Regions from separate parts of the Zea mays genome. Here regions 2 and 3 are each linked to region 1. Evidence: chromatin contacts called from public Hi-C data. All regions are on one chromosome and are shown on one strand. Each heading gives the region's core, a stretch centred on a gene start, on an enhancer-like site or on the middle of the called end of the contact. The rest is flanking DNA. Distances are from core to core; before and after follow the strand shown. Region 1 holds the start of LOC100277664. Region 2 holds the start of LOC542182 (RING/U-box superfamily protein). Region 3 holds the start of LOC103635734 (phospholipase A1-Igamma1, chloroplastic).

Region 1 (4,834 bases), core at 1,043-3,542:
GACAGTCATGGTAAAATGTGCCTCAACTTTCTTCTTGTGCATGTTTTTCGCCTTGTATCCTTCAACAATGTGCTTTTGCAGACGGTATACCTTGGGCCAATGTCCCTAAATGCCACATTTATAGCATGCTTGGTCTTGCAGACCGTATGGCTTCTATTGTAGCTTCTTTTTATTTGTTCTCATGAGTATGAGGATGTTCGACTATAAATTGCTTCTTGCCTTTTCCATGACTATAAATTGCTTCTTCCTTTGAATGGGCTTTCCTATATCTTGTATGAGATTGCATTAACTTTAGTGCTAATACCTTTGCCATTGGAATAATCATTGAAGTTTGTCTTCGATACTTTATCGTGTGTCTCATTTACTCGCATGATATCAATCAAGTTATTGAACTTCATGTAAGCGTCTTGACGATAGTTGCAGGCACTTTGAGTGACATTCGAATGAAAAGTGGACAAGGTCTTTTCTATCTTTTCATCTTCTATGATATTCTTACTACATGGGAATAGGTTGGTGCAAATAGACTGTAATGGCGAATTATATTCGGCCACAGTCTTGGAATCAGCGGACCGAAGGTGAGCCCAATCTTGTTGTGCTTAGGGAAAGATTGTGTTGTTTATCTTTTCAAATCGATTTTTCTGCATGGTTGAAAGTTTGTTAGCCTTTCTCTCTACCATATATTCATATTTTTTTACGGTTGGTGAGAGATGGTGGTGCTAAAGAAAGTGTAGCGCTTGGTAATTCTGCTCATCAGCAGCTACTTCTTTGTTGCCAACCCCGATGGCAACTTTGAGCTTTTTTTTTCCTTCCAAGTGCTATTTTTACATCAGATACCTGTGTGAGGCAATTTTGGTACCGCGGGCTAACACCCTTAAATGGACGGTTCACAATATCGATCGGCTACACATGATAGATCCAATGGTTAGGTTTACTTCGTGCAATCCATTTTACAAAATGAATAAAGTAGTCATGAGAAGAATAAACACTTCGATAAATAAAGTATTACCTTGAACAAAATAAAAAGAAGGTGTAGTTTCACATGATTTAGATAAATGTGTGCCGATAACGTATTAAGGATCATTTGCTACCAAATGTAGTCGAAGGACTCTTGAGACAAACGAGTAAATTACTTGTGGCTGTATTTCACCCTTTCTAGTCTTGGTTTAATCTTGATTTACACGGTGAAGAAGACTCCTCTATTTTAAGCTAAAAGTAGGATTACAGGTATATGGGCCTTCTTTGGCCCGTTAGGCCCATTAGGTTTCTCAACAGTAGCGTCCGTAGGAGGAGGAGGAGTAAAATACATGGTCCAACGGTTAGTTAATGCTACAGTACCTTGCCGTTGCAACAGTTTATGGAGGAAACACTGAACAATTGAGAACGACCGCTCGGCATTCAACAACGTCGCAGGAGTGGAATGGAGGCAACCTCTGTAGACTTGCCGAGATCTACCCCGGCCCCGGCCCCGGCCCCGGCCGTATTTCATTACTGCCTGGCATTTTTGTGTGTGTGTGTGTGTTGGCGGCAGGAAATTAAACGAATAGAATCAGGAGAGCTGTCGACAAATAACGAAGAAGATTTAGACTGGACAAACAACAGCATCGAAAGAAGATTTTTTTTAAAAAAAAAAGAACAAACAATGACGAACTACGACAACTCTGGCAAACCGAAGTCGCCGGCGGCCGGCGTCGACAGGGATGGGATCTCAACAGGTGACACAGCACGATGCATGGCGATTGCCATGCCAAGTGAGCAGGCTAGGGGCATGTTTGGTTCAGCTTTTTTCTGACCAGCTTTTCTGAGAATCTGTCTGTGAGGAGAATCTAGCTGTGAGGAGAATCTTAGTATTATTAGGATTACGTGCTGAGGAAGATAAAAGTGTCCATAAGACTCAGGATATAGAAAGTGACGGATTCATACTATTGCAACGACTCAACTGATTATGTGTTTATGTTAATTTTGAATGACTTTTACTCAAATGAATTTTATAGAAGCTGACTAAAAAGCTGAGCGTTTGGCAGTTCGCAGCAGCTTTTGGTGAGCCGAAGCTCCAAAAAGCTGAAACAAACACGGGCTAGTTCCTTTCCTTGGTAGCTGCATGCAGGAATCCAGGAACAGGAACTGTGCCACTGCAAATTTGCATGTGTTGCTGCGCTCCAGTGACTTGTCCACCTTTTCATGGGTGTAAGAAGGAAGTGGGTGCAGTGCAGTGCATGCCACATGCCAGCTTCATAAAGCGCAGCTGCTTTTCTTGCTACGTCGGCCTCGGCCATAGTAGCGTTCTCTCTTCTTGAAATCAGGTTTCTTTGTGTAGCAGGCACCGGTTGTTACGCTGCTTCAACCGGTCTGTGTCTAACGATGCGGTTGTTAGGCTGCTTCAAACCGGTCTGTATCAACTGCATCTACAGTCTTGTCGTGCTACGTCCGCTATCGATCATTCGATGCATATCTCCTTCTCAGTAAAATTATAGGAACAAAAAGGACGCATTTTCTTTTCTTTTTTTTTTGTCTCTCAGGAGTACTTCGACAAGTGAAGCTCGTGGATAGCATTGCCTTGCTTCGTCGTAGTTGACAGTTGACACCTATACTCCTACGTGCCGACTCGAGTCCCCGTCCAGGCGTCTATGGAAAGTGATCAGTCATCGCTCACATGCGATCGCGGCCGTCAGCGTCATGGCCCCCGTCCCTGCCGGCCTCAACTCGGCGCAGGTGCGACCCCTCACAGTCACATAAAGACGTCAGGTTCCCCACCCCCGAAAAGTTTTTACCTTTCCTCCCGTCTCCGTCTCCTCGCTGGCTCGCTATGCTGGCCGCCTCCACCGCGCCTCTCCGTCACTCCCCCAACGCCATGAGTCTGTAACGGCACACGTACCATGGGCAGGACCAGAGGCAACAGGGGCGTGGGCGGCGCGAAGTCGTTCCCGTCGCCGGCGTCGTCCTCGGCCTCGTCGTCGGAGTTCGAGTTCACGGTCACGCTGTCGCCGGCGTCCAAGCAGCGGTCGGCGGAGCAGCTGTGCCCGGCCGACGAGCTCTTCTACAAGGGCCAGCTCCTGCCGCTGCAGCTATCGCCGCGCATCTCCATGGTGCGCACGCTGCTGCTGTCCTCGGCGTCCACGTCGTCCGCCTCCGCGTCCGACTCCACCAACTCCTCCTCCCGCGACTCCAACGGCAGCACGTCGTCGTCCTTCTCCGCCGACTGCGGCGCGCTCCTGGGCCCGGACTCGGCGGCCTCGTCGTCTCGCCCCAGCTCCGCCACCGAGGACGACCGCCACCTGCATCCGCCGTCGGCCGCCGCGGGGCTGCTGCCACCCGCCAAGCGCACCGGGAAGCAGTACCTCTCGTCCTTCGCCACGCGCTTCTCCTCGGTCTTCCACCGCGGCGGCGCCGGCGCTCCGGCCGCGAAGAAGCAGCCGTCCAAGTCGCTCGCCAAGGAGGTGATCAAGAAGTACGCTAAGAAGGTGAAACCGCTCTACGAAAGGCTCTCCCAGATCCCCAACAAGAACCAGAACAACGTCGTCAACGGCAACAGCCAACCGCAGCAGAGGTTCAAGAAGCCCTTCACCTTCTCCATCCGCAAGAAAAAGGGCGACGCCGTCGCGGCAGTGGTGGAGGCGGCAGCAGAGGTTGGCGGCAACAAGTACGCGCACTCCAGCTCCTTCTCCGGAAACCTCTGGTTCCCGCGCCAGAAGCGGGCCACGGCGAGCTGCCCGTCATCGATGCAGTCGTCGCCTAGCCACTCGGGTCTGCTCACCTTTGGCGGGGCTGGCGGCGTGGGCTTCCCCGACGTGCCGGCCGTTGCCAGCGGCATTGGCGTCGGTCCGGTGTCGTTGTCCACGGCATCGTCCATGGAGGAGCTCCAGAGCGCTATCGAGGGCGCCATTGCGCACTGCAAGAACACGATGGGCGGAACCGTGTCGGTCAAGGCGGCGGCGGCGGCCGCCGACGAGATCTGCACGTTCTGAGCGCGACCACGCTAGGATTCCGGGGGGAGCTAAGTAAAGCAGGCTGTTTTAATCGGTAGCAGTACTTATCTGTTATTAGCAAATTTAATTTCGTCCGTCTCCTTTTTTTTTTTTGGGTAAGACTCTATGGTCATGGTCGTAAATAGGGGTAGTTCGGAGGGGGTTAAGATGATAGTCGGAGCCTTTTTCGATCTCTCCTTATCCTTCCTTGGTTTGGAAATTTGCATTAGCGCCCTCTAAATTGTAGCTCTAATTGCATTAGCACCCACGGCTACACCACTGAACAAAATGTTGGGGCAACCTTAACACAGTACTACATAAAATTCACAAAACAGCCTCAAGCGTTCATCTTAATTTGATGCTAGCTTCCAATGCATTGCAAAGCTCCGTAGTAGTTCATGTAAAAGCTGGGGGATCTGGGACTCTGATGTGGCAGTAGGTGGTATCGATTTTATTTTTATTTTTATATTTTTGCTGTGAGTTTAATAATATAATAATACTATAAGCTAACGCTAGTAGTATAGTTTGGCTTTAAACCTGTGGTACTTGGCATGATTGATTGCTTCAAAAAGTTCGCCTTGTCTGCTCTCCGCGCCGCTCAATGTATTCGTTTTGTTTGCTTCAAAAAAAGGAAGGCTTCTTTATTCTTGCTCGCTGTGACCGAGGAAAGGAAAAGAAAGGGGTCGAGCTTTTGTTTATTGGATTGATGACTTGTGTGTTTTGGTAAACTGCATCTCATATATATAAAAAAAATACCCACAAGGAGTTAAAAGTGGTTGCAACAACTAGTGGGCTTCGCTAGATCTGGCGGGCGGGGCATTGCATTGCATTGCATTGTTGCATATAGATGTTGTAGTATTCACATGGTTACA
Region 2 (4,834 bases), core at 1,202-3,701, 190 kb before region 1:
CGCGTTCGACGACTATTATATCAAGGATTGTGGCGTCATCTCGACACCGGAGGTGAGCAGAGGTGGACCGACAACAATGACCACTCGCCATCGTCGGGGTACCTTTTGTGCCGGCCTGCCTTTAATTCTCTTCGCAAACACACACTTGCATTTTTTGTTTAAGCAAGCGTGTATGGTGGTGCGTGCCTGATGACTAACGATGTACGACGGAACTTCTACCGGCAGGTGTGGCACGTGCTCTCCAATAATGAGACCATGCAAATCATGACATATATCGAAGTCTGCATGATACTGATGGTTGCAATGTAGTAGTGAAACAACTAAATTAAAATAACAAAATTTATGTATGGCTAGGATCACAAATGGATTATGAAATATTTTCTTATAACAATATAAGACACATTTTGTATATAAGTTATCATGGTATTATATGTTCCCGTTGCAACGCACGGGTACTGACCTAGTTAACTAATAATTAGCAAACTATTTACTCTCTCAGTTCCGATTTATATTTGTTTGACTTTTTTACCCCAAGTTTTAACGACTCATCTTATTTAAAAAATCATAATTATTAATAATTTTTACAATGATATCGTTTAACATGTAATATAATTTAAGTATGGGTTTGAATTTTCCATTTTTCAAAAAATTGAATATGATGAGATGGTCAAACTTGGTAAAAAATCAAACAAATTATAAATTGGGACATATGGTGTATTAATTATCTAGTTTTACTATCAACCTTTTAGCCAACTAAGAGCAAGTCTAATAATATAGGCCACATCAGGGCTTTATGATGTTGACATATCACATATAGCCAACTAAAAAGTTTAGTCAATCACACAAGATGTACATTTAATATTTGGTCCATCTCTTCCCCTCACAATCTCTCTTGGAGTCCATTCTCTCTGTATTTCTCTTTCTTTTGTATCAATGTAAATCTAGGGATTGTTTGGTTGTAGAATTTGACCGGTAACGTAAACGCTATTTGATAACGCTGCAAATGAAAAAGAAGTAAGCTATTACTTAGATTGTTTGGTTCAGCTCAGGTAAGTCCTACTATACTATTGCACTTTGATGGGAGGGGTATTGGATAACACTCCATTTTCTATAAGTCCGTATCCAACTACATGGTAGTACATGGGTCTGTTTGGTTCAGCTTTTTTCTGACCATCTTTTTCGAAAATCTAGATGTGGGGAGAATCTGGCTCTGTAGAGAATCTGTGTATCATTAGGATTACGTGCGGAGGAAGATAAAGTTATCAATGAGACTCAGGATCTATAAAGTGACGGATTACTACTATTGTGACAACTCAACCGATTATATGTTTATGTTGATTTTGAATGTTTTTTACCCAAACGAATTTTATAAAAGCTGGCTGAAAAGCTGAGTGTTTGGCAGTCCGCAGCAGCTTTTGGTGGCCAGAAGCTGCGAGAATCTGGCTGTGTAGAGAATCTAAGTATCATTAGGATTACGTGCGGAGGAAGATAAAGGTGTCCATAGGACTCAGGATCTAGAAAGTGATGGATTCCTACTATTGCAACGACTCAACTGCCCTGTTTGTTTCAGCTTTTGGGGGCTTCTGGCCACCAAAAGCTGCTGCGGACTGCCAAACGCTCAGCTTTTCAGTCAGCTTCTATAAAATTCGTTTGGGTACAAACCATTCAACATCAACATAAACACATAATCGGTTGAGTCGTTGCAACAATAGGAATCCGTCACTTTCTAGATCCTGAGTTCTATGGACACATTTATCTTCCTCCGCACGTAATCCTAATGATACTCAGATTCTCTACATAGCTAGATTCTTCCTACAGCCAGATTCTCAGAAAAGCTGGTCAGAAAAAAACTGAACCAAACAGGCCAAGCGCAATACAACTTAATCAATTGCCATTGTAATCAAATAACGTGACATCCTACCAAACCAAACAACATCCTAATGTATATCTTATAGTTTATCTACATCATCTTATTATATTTGCTTTAACTATTAGGTTTAGTACATTTAAACGTGACGTAAATAAAGTTGTACATACCCTCGGGGCTGTCGCGGCGGACACGGTCGCATAATTAGACATAAGACACTCAAAGTTGTACTATCTATTACTCTCTCTGGTGTACTATTAATTGTCATTTAGGACAACGACGTGGTCCCAAAATATAACTCTGACCAATGTCTTTTTCTTTAAAATACAAATAAATTTTTAATATATTTATACTTTATAAAGTACTTGTTAATACAAATCGGTGCATATAAACATTGTGTTTTAAAACTACATAATAAAATAATTATTTGTAGCCAAAATTTTATAAGTTTGACTAAAATATTATCTAAAAAGACAACTAATAAGACAGAGAGAGTAGTAGTAGTTTGAAAGTGCACAATACACGCCATTATTCGGACGAGTAACCACTCAATCAAACAACACTCCAATCAACGCAAGGACGCATCGTATCGGGTAGTTTTACCGAACCATCTCTCTCTTCGCCTAGCGTGTATGTAGCCAAGCTACGCTAGCGTCTGAAGCGGTGGAAGGAAAGACGAACGAAGCTACAGCTGCCGAGGTCCCCGTTCCCGCCCACCGAGGCGTCGCGCATGCGGCCACCCGCACCCAGGCACTGGCCCGGGGGAGCGAGGCGTGGAGGCGGAGCAATGGCGGGCGGTCTGGACCGATCCGTGCAACTGTAGGCGCGGCGCGGGGGGTGTTGGCTGGTGCGTGATGGGATCTGGGAGCAGCAAGGCAACCACCTCCTCCACGTCGCCCACGGCGGCGGAGGCGGGCGGCGAGGGTAAGAGGCCAAATGGTAGCGAGAAGGCGAGGAGGGGGAGGAGCCTGCTGCCGCTGCCGAGTTCCTCCTGCTTCCGTGGCTCCACGACGCCTTGCGATTGCGACGTTTCCGCAGTGGCGGTGGACGTCGAGGTAAGGGTGTTTCCTTTCCCTCGCGGTGCTTTCGAATCTGTGCGTGTTGGAATGCGGCGAATCAGGCGAAGGAAGGGTGTTTTCACAAATGGAGCGCGGATACGTGTTAGATCTTGTCGCTGTGAGTTTGCTAGCCTCGGTTTCTGAGCGAGCATTTCTGGGGATTCGAGATTGTTCAATGGCTCCATAATTTGGTTTCAAATTGCAGTAACTGAATTCTGAACCATATTTTTTTTTTGGAAACTGAGTTCTGAACTTCTGTTTGATTGGATGTGCTACAAAAATTTCTTTCCGTAAATTATCTTCTTTCTCTTTGATTGCCTGTTTAGTTTCGATCATGTCAAATATTTTTGAACTCCTTGCGTATGAACTGTGGTGCACTACCCCTCAAAAAAATGGAGTACTAAAATGTACTATTATGATTTATGAATGAATAGTACAACTTGTTGGAACTAGATATGTTGCTTTGTTGGAATTCTAAACTTCATTTATCTGTAGTTTTTTAATTGAGTTGCCGTTACAGTTTTGGATCAAAGTCTTCATTTCTGCTATAATTAGACTGCCCATCCCCGTACCTATATCCAAACTCCACTATGTGAACAGCGCAGTCTAGGTAAACTATGGTAAACTGTTGGATTCAGTCTTAAATGATGCATTTGTATGTTTCTAGTGTAACAAGGGAGGGGAGACTGCAAGCCTACCTTCACTCACTCACACTACAAAATCTGATGAAGATGTTCTTGCAACGCCTAAGTCTCATCCCGGTGAAGAGATAACACTACCTTCATCAGATAGGGAAAGAGATCAAGATGATGGCGTGCTACAGAATGCTGCTGCCACTAACACTTTAACAGCAGCCAGTCAATTGACAGATCCTTCTGGGAGGTCAAGGCCACGTTTTGGTGTCAACTTTGGGTTGAGTAGAGCTGTCAGCTTGGGATCATCAGTAGCCTGCTCTATTCTGTCATCTGGCCTCCCGACTTCTGCTAACCCAGGTGAAGGTCGGGGTGATGTGGATGACTCTTCTGATACAGTCATCTCCCAGCAGGGTAGTGCACCAACTGCTGGGATTGATTCGACTCTAGACATGCTTAGAGATAGTGTCACGGCACAAGCTAGAGCAGCTCGTCAGGCTAGAAGAAATCTGCAAGAATCTGAAGATGCTATCTTGAGGAACTCCTACAGAAGGATGGGATCTCAGGAACCTTTTGAAGGCAGTGTTCGGTTTAGCCGAACATTAAGTGTTGGGCGGCTTCGGGACAGAGTCCTCAAACGGCCTCCATTCTCAGATGGGTTATTCACCCCTGCCCTTCTTTACGATAGGGCGGTATGGTTGTCTGGAAATGCTAGTGCTAGGCAAGATTCAGCAGTAATGCAAAGGACTAATTCAGACAGGAGTTCAGAATCGCGCTCTGATCCTTCAACCAATGGTCTGTACAACTTGAGCTCTGAGAGGCAGGCCAGTAATAGTGACCTACTGGAGCGTAGATCAGTTTTTCTTGAGAGGAGGCGGAGGATACGGTCTCAGGTAGTTTGGACTTAAACTTTATTTTAGCCTTGCTTATTACCTCTAAGAATTATAAGTTTATGAGTTTTTTTTTCTTAATAGGTCAGAGCTCTGCAAAGGTTGGGCAGCAGGTTTGAAAATTTATCTGGTCATGAGAGGTCCTGCATACTATCTGGTCAGCATAGAACAGGAACTTGCAACTGCAGAACAGGTAGTCGACAAGGCAATCCTGATGAAGAAACTAGCACAAGGGCTAGCATATCAAGAATTGTTATGTTAGCAGAAGCACTATTTGAGGTACGTTGTGCAAATATACGTACTGCCTCTGTCCAAAAAATGATTGTAATTCTCGCTTTTAATAAGTCAATCAATATCAAGTTTGATCAAATAGATACAAAAGGTACT
Region 3 (4,834 bases), core at 1,518-4,017, 130 kb before region 1:
TCGAGTCGTTGTGATAATCGTTCCCTTTCTACATCCTAAATTTTATAATCTCTTTTATCTTTCTTCGCACGATACTTAGGAGGGCGTTTGACAGTGCTCACACAACTCCGCTTCTAACGAGAATCACTCCCGCAGAGCCAAACGGTAAAAATCTGAACTGCTCCATGGTGGGAGTGGAGTGAATCTAGCCTCTATTTTGTACTAGAAAGTGGGAGGCAAAAAACATGCTTCCCACCGCACCCCTAATCTACTCTCTACTCTCTAACCCCTCAGGAATCACTTAACAGTCTATTTGCCAAAAGGTTTTTGTGCTAGAGAATCAATTGGAATCACTCTATTAGAGAATTAGCTCTCGGAGCTATAGAATTATGGAACGAAGCTCTGTTAAACAAGTCCTTAGATAGATTCACTCGATATCCAGATTCTCTTCATGACAAGATTTTCAGAAAAGCTTCTTAGAAAAAGCCCGAACCAATCAAACCTATGGCTATGGCTGAGAGGAGGGGATGGGGAGAAAGAGATCGATCACCACGTGGACGGTAGGGCCTTCAAATGTGCATTTGATACATATATTCGTCATCAACACTAAAAAAATCGTCATCTACCTCCAAACCTCACAAGCCTGGAATCTCTTTAAACAACTGTGCGTTGAGCATCTTGCACCGATCGGTTTGGAGGTGGTGTACGACTGGATCAGATCCCCTCGTTCATCATCATCCTTTCCGTGCAATCTGGTGACTAGGCTGTCATATCTGTTACTACTCTGTTAGTTGAGCACTTGAGCCCATGCCATGTAGGCCACTAGGCTCCTCCTTCCCCATGATTCGATTCGATGTTCGTCTCAACTAGTCTATCTATCTATATAATCTATTCGTACACGACACGACACCAATATAATGGCTGCAACGTTGCATGCACAATTTGCACACATTTAATTTGTCTCCAACCAAACCTAATCAATTTTTTATATTTGAAAAAAAATAATGCACAGCACAAGGCGCACGTTTGTTTAAAAAAAACACAGTCAAGTCACTCTCTCTCTCTCTCTCATAAAAAATGGAGGCCAGAGTCAGCCCAATTGCTAGGTCCTTGCATGCATGCCTGGCTGATGACGCGCTAGTTAATATCGCCGTCTAATCGCACGACACAGCCGCAGCCGCAACCGCTCTGCCTGGTGATAGCTTGTCTCAAGATGTCAAGCAATGAAGCGACGACGGCGACGCTGTCTGTTACTGTTAAGGTTAGGTGGCTGCTTACCCGTCGATGAGGTGGAGGTGCGCCTCCAGGTCGTGGTAGCACGCGGGGTCCAGCGTGTCCTTGAGGAACGGCGAGCGCTTGTGGTCGAGCGGCAGCTCCACGCCGACGTGGGCGTAGCACCAGGGCACACGCAGCAGGCCTTCCGCCACGCGCCGCACCACCTCGGGCGCCCCCTCGTTCAGCAGGATCCCCGGCATCCGCGTCACGTTGTCGTGCACGTTCACCACCCGCAGCGCCCTCACCCCGAGCTCCTCCTCGAAGCGCCGCTTGAACGCCGTGTTGCCCACCCGCGGGCCCCCGAACGAGAACACGCACACGGGCGCGGCCTCCATGTTCGCGCCGGTCTCCGCGATGTCGTAGGCGCTCAGCATGGCCAGCGCGCTGCCGAGGCTGTGCCCGGTCACCGTCACGCTCACGTCCTCCCCCGCCGCCGTGTAGCGGCCCACCAGCCGGCGGACCTCCGTCAGGACCTGCTCGCGCGCCGAGTACTTGCAGAACCGGCAGCTGGGGTCCCGGTCCGTGTACAGGTCCACGAACCCGGCCAGCACCTTCACCTCCCGGTCCGGGCACGGGATGCCCTCCTCCGCCACGGGCCGGAGGAAGTCCATGAGGTCCGACACCCATTCCAGCCGCGTCACCGTGCCGCGCCACGCGATGGCGATGTCGCGCCGCCCCAGCCGCGCGCTCTCCTCGTCCGTGGACACGGCCACGTACCCGATCCAGCTCGCGCTCTGGCTCCAGATCCTGGCGCCCGCCCGGGACTGCGGGAACAAGTTGGGGAACCGGATGTTGGACGTCGCGAACAGGTACCGGGACACCACGTAGCCGCGCGCCGCGTCCGCCATGCCCAGCCGCTCGAACAAGTCGCGCCGCGAGTACTTGCAGCTGCCGCAGTAGCGGGACGACGGGTCGTAGTCGAAGGCGTCGTAGCAGGCCTGCGCCAGCTCGCCGTACCGGATCAGCTCCGACCGCAGCAGCGGGTCCATGGGGTCCAGGAGCCCCGCCCAGTCGTCGCACCCGTGGATCTCGCGCCACCGACTGCGCAGCTCGTCCCGATGCTTCCCCGCGCCGCGGCGCCGAGCGTTGTCGTCGTCAAGGAACTGCTGCTCCTCTTCTTCCTCCTCCCGCTGCTCTTCGTCTTCTTCTTCCAGAACGTCGTCGCGGTACTGGGCGTTCGCCACGTCGTGCTCGAGCCTTCCGACGAGGGAGGCGACCGCGTCGTCCTTAGTGGCCGCCAAGCGAAGCCGCAGAGTGTTTGAGGTGGTGAGTGATCGCCATCGGCGAGGGGCTGGGCCGCCCGATAGGAAGGAGAGGTGTGGGTGAGTGCTAGCATGGTGGGGAAGAGTCGGTAGCCGGGCGGGAAGGTCGCGGCAGGAGAGGGGCGCCATTGGAAGGCGGCTGAGGTAGTCGTCGTCTGCGGTCTGCTGGATGCGAGGAGAAGAACCGAGGAGACCCAGTTTTGTGCTGGTGCCCACCAGCGACCAACGAGCAGGAGCTGGACGTCAACGCAGCGGGTAGCTAGCCTCAGTGATAATAAGTACTATTTTATTCAATATATCAGTACTCCTTAGACTTGAATTGACGTCACATTGGTTTGATATCGGTAGAGTATTGCCATTGTACTCAAGCTTTTGCGCTCACCTACTGTATTTCACATTTCCTATTGTACGGCTGAGTGCTGACCGGTATGTTTGGTCGCAGTAGTTTACTTTAGATTTTGAAAGGGAATTACAAGTATTAAATATTTATAAAATTAATTATATAGATAAAAGCTAAACAGCGAGACGAATTATTAAGCATAACTAAACTTATTTTTAATACTCGTAATTGATATTTAAACATTTATTTTGACACTTACTAAAGTCAGGACACCAAACGCCCCTTTAACAGCAACAGAGATGTTTGGTCCTAAAAATATAAAGTTTAGGATACTTTTTATTGTTGGATTCAGATTAGATACTATCTCCCGAAAATAAAGCAAAAATTAGACGCATGTGATTTAGCAAATCCCTATTTTATTGAACTGCCATCAATATAAGGTCATGATCAGTTGACCACGCGAGGGGCGTGTTTGTTTTGTTGCTGACCTTACCTCACGAGTTGCCTTGTCAAGGCTAGAGCCAATATGACTAGCTCAAGTTATGGAGAAAACTAAACACACACATCCGGGTAACCATGATGCACATCATGTTGAGAAGCATTTGTGGCACTGGTCACGGCCGGACGGTCCGGTCTTGAGGACCGGATGCTGTGGCCCACGGACGGCCCATCTATAGGCGTGGACAGTCCGCGAATAAATCGAATCAGACGCAAATAATCGTTTTCTGTGCGAGTTTATCCTCTAAATCCACGGTTGTTGTTGGGAGACGCCTAGTAACGAGTCCAAACTTTCTCCCTTATATATATTAAGGGGTACGACCGATTGCAATCACCAACAATCGATCAAACAATCAATATACTTTCCGTTCTTTACATTTTTGCTCTAGGAGTAGATAGTAACATAGTTTTCCCTCTCTAATCTCCGTCTCTCTTAGACTCCACGTCGTTTAGAGGTGTCTTAGGTGGCCTGCTGACCCTAAGACAAACCCTAGAATCTCTCCTCGACGGGGTCCCTCCCAAGAGCGAGATCTAGGTGTTGTTGGTGGACCCGTCGCCTCTGCGCCCGCGCGGACCATCTAGCCATCAGGCGCGGACCGTTTGACTCGTCAGCATAAACCCTAGCCCCTACGCCAGGTCAAGGACCGTCCGACCCTCAGCAGTGGACCGTCTACGTTTCACATAAAGCACCGTCACCAATACACATCACAGTGATTGGCGCCTGGATCGGTACCAACACATTTTTTGGCGACTCCGCTGGGGAAATCAGTGAAGATCTATCAGAACGGTCCTTAATGGTCTGTTCAAAAGATAGCTCTCACGTCTCTCCCAGCAACATCATCGAGCTGACTATACAAACTCTGCCGGCTGAAGATTAGCATGAGTTCGAAGAACACAAGGAGCAGCTGATAAAGGAAGCACACACGAAATTCTTGGCCAACTTCAAACTTCAAAGTGGATAGGAATCACAAGGTCGTCCGGCAGCGGGCGACTGATCTGGCTTCACTTCGATCTGCTACAGCAACCCCCAAGGTAAGCGAAACAAATGAAATTCAATCTCTTAGAGCATACATAGATGAGCAGCGAGACCAAATGCAATAGACCATTGTGGATATGCAAAAATGATTATATGAGGCTAGCACGCGCATTTGATAAATCTATTGTCGCTAATTTTCCTTCGCACAAGGTTGAATCTGGAGAAAACACACGCGATTCATCGGCTACAGATTGGCATGACCAATCACAACCCCTTTACGGGATGCTGATAGACACATATCATAGACAACCACACCCTCCTATGCAAATTGGGGGTAAACCCACCGATCTGCGCACGATCGAACCGTCCGCACGAGAGCGTGGACCTTCCGGGCCAACGGCGGCCGACCCCGTTTTTAGAACTGAATTACTGAAACCCACACCTGGACCGCCACATCTCTCACAAACCCTGAACGAACAATTCAGACCATCCATGCCGGACAGT

Evidence for each region. Hi-C and Micro-C count contacts between places; a contact is called where the count stands out from the background.
Region 2: a contact with region 1 is called in a Hi-C map of leaf, with 2.0 times the contacts expected there. The contact joins the promoter of LOC542182 here to the promoter of LOC100277664 in region 1. A contact is called at or near these places in 2 of 25 Hi-C or Micro-C datasets (both in leaf).
Region 3: a contact with region 1 is called in a Hi-C map of tassel, with 2.1 times the contacts expected there. The contact joins the promoter of LOC103635734 here to the promoter of LOC100277664 in region 1. A contact is called at or near these places in 2 of 25 Hi-C or Micro-C datasets (ear and tassel).

The regions. Positions count from the first base shown.
Region 1 is chr8:116,438,092-116,442,925 of Zm-B73-REFERENCE-NAM-5.0, forward strand. It overlaps LOC100277664, which reads left to right and starts at 2,293. Exons shown (of 1, transcript NM_001151171.2): 1 at 2,293-4,711. The coding sequence starts at 2,874. The coding sequence ends at 3,962.
Region 2 is chr8:116,244,776-116,249,609 of Zm-B73-REFERENCE-NAM-5.0, forward strand. LOC542182 (RING/U-box superfamily protein) reads left to right here and starts at 2,452. Exons shown (of 6, transcript NM_001305873.1): 1 at 2,452-2,922; 2 at 3,593-4,450; 3 at 4,532-4,726. The coding sequence starts at 2,722.
Region 3 is chr8:116,306,437-116,311,270 of Zm-B73-REFERENCE-NAM-5.0, forward strand. LOC103635734 (phospholipase A1-Igamma1, chloroplastic) reads right to left here and starts at 2,768. Exons shown (of 2, transcript XM_008658116.2): 1 at 1,258-2,768. The coding sequence starts at 2,645.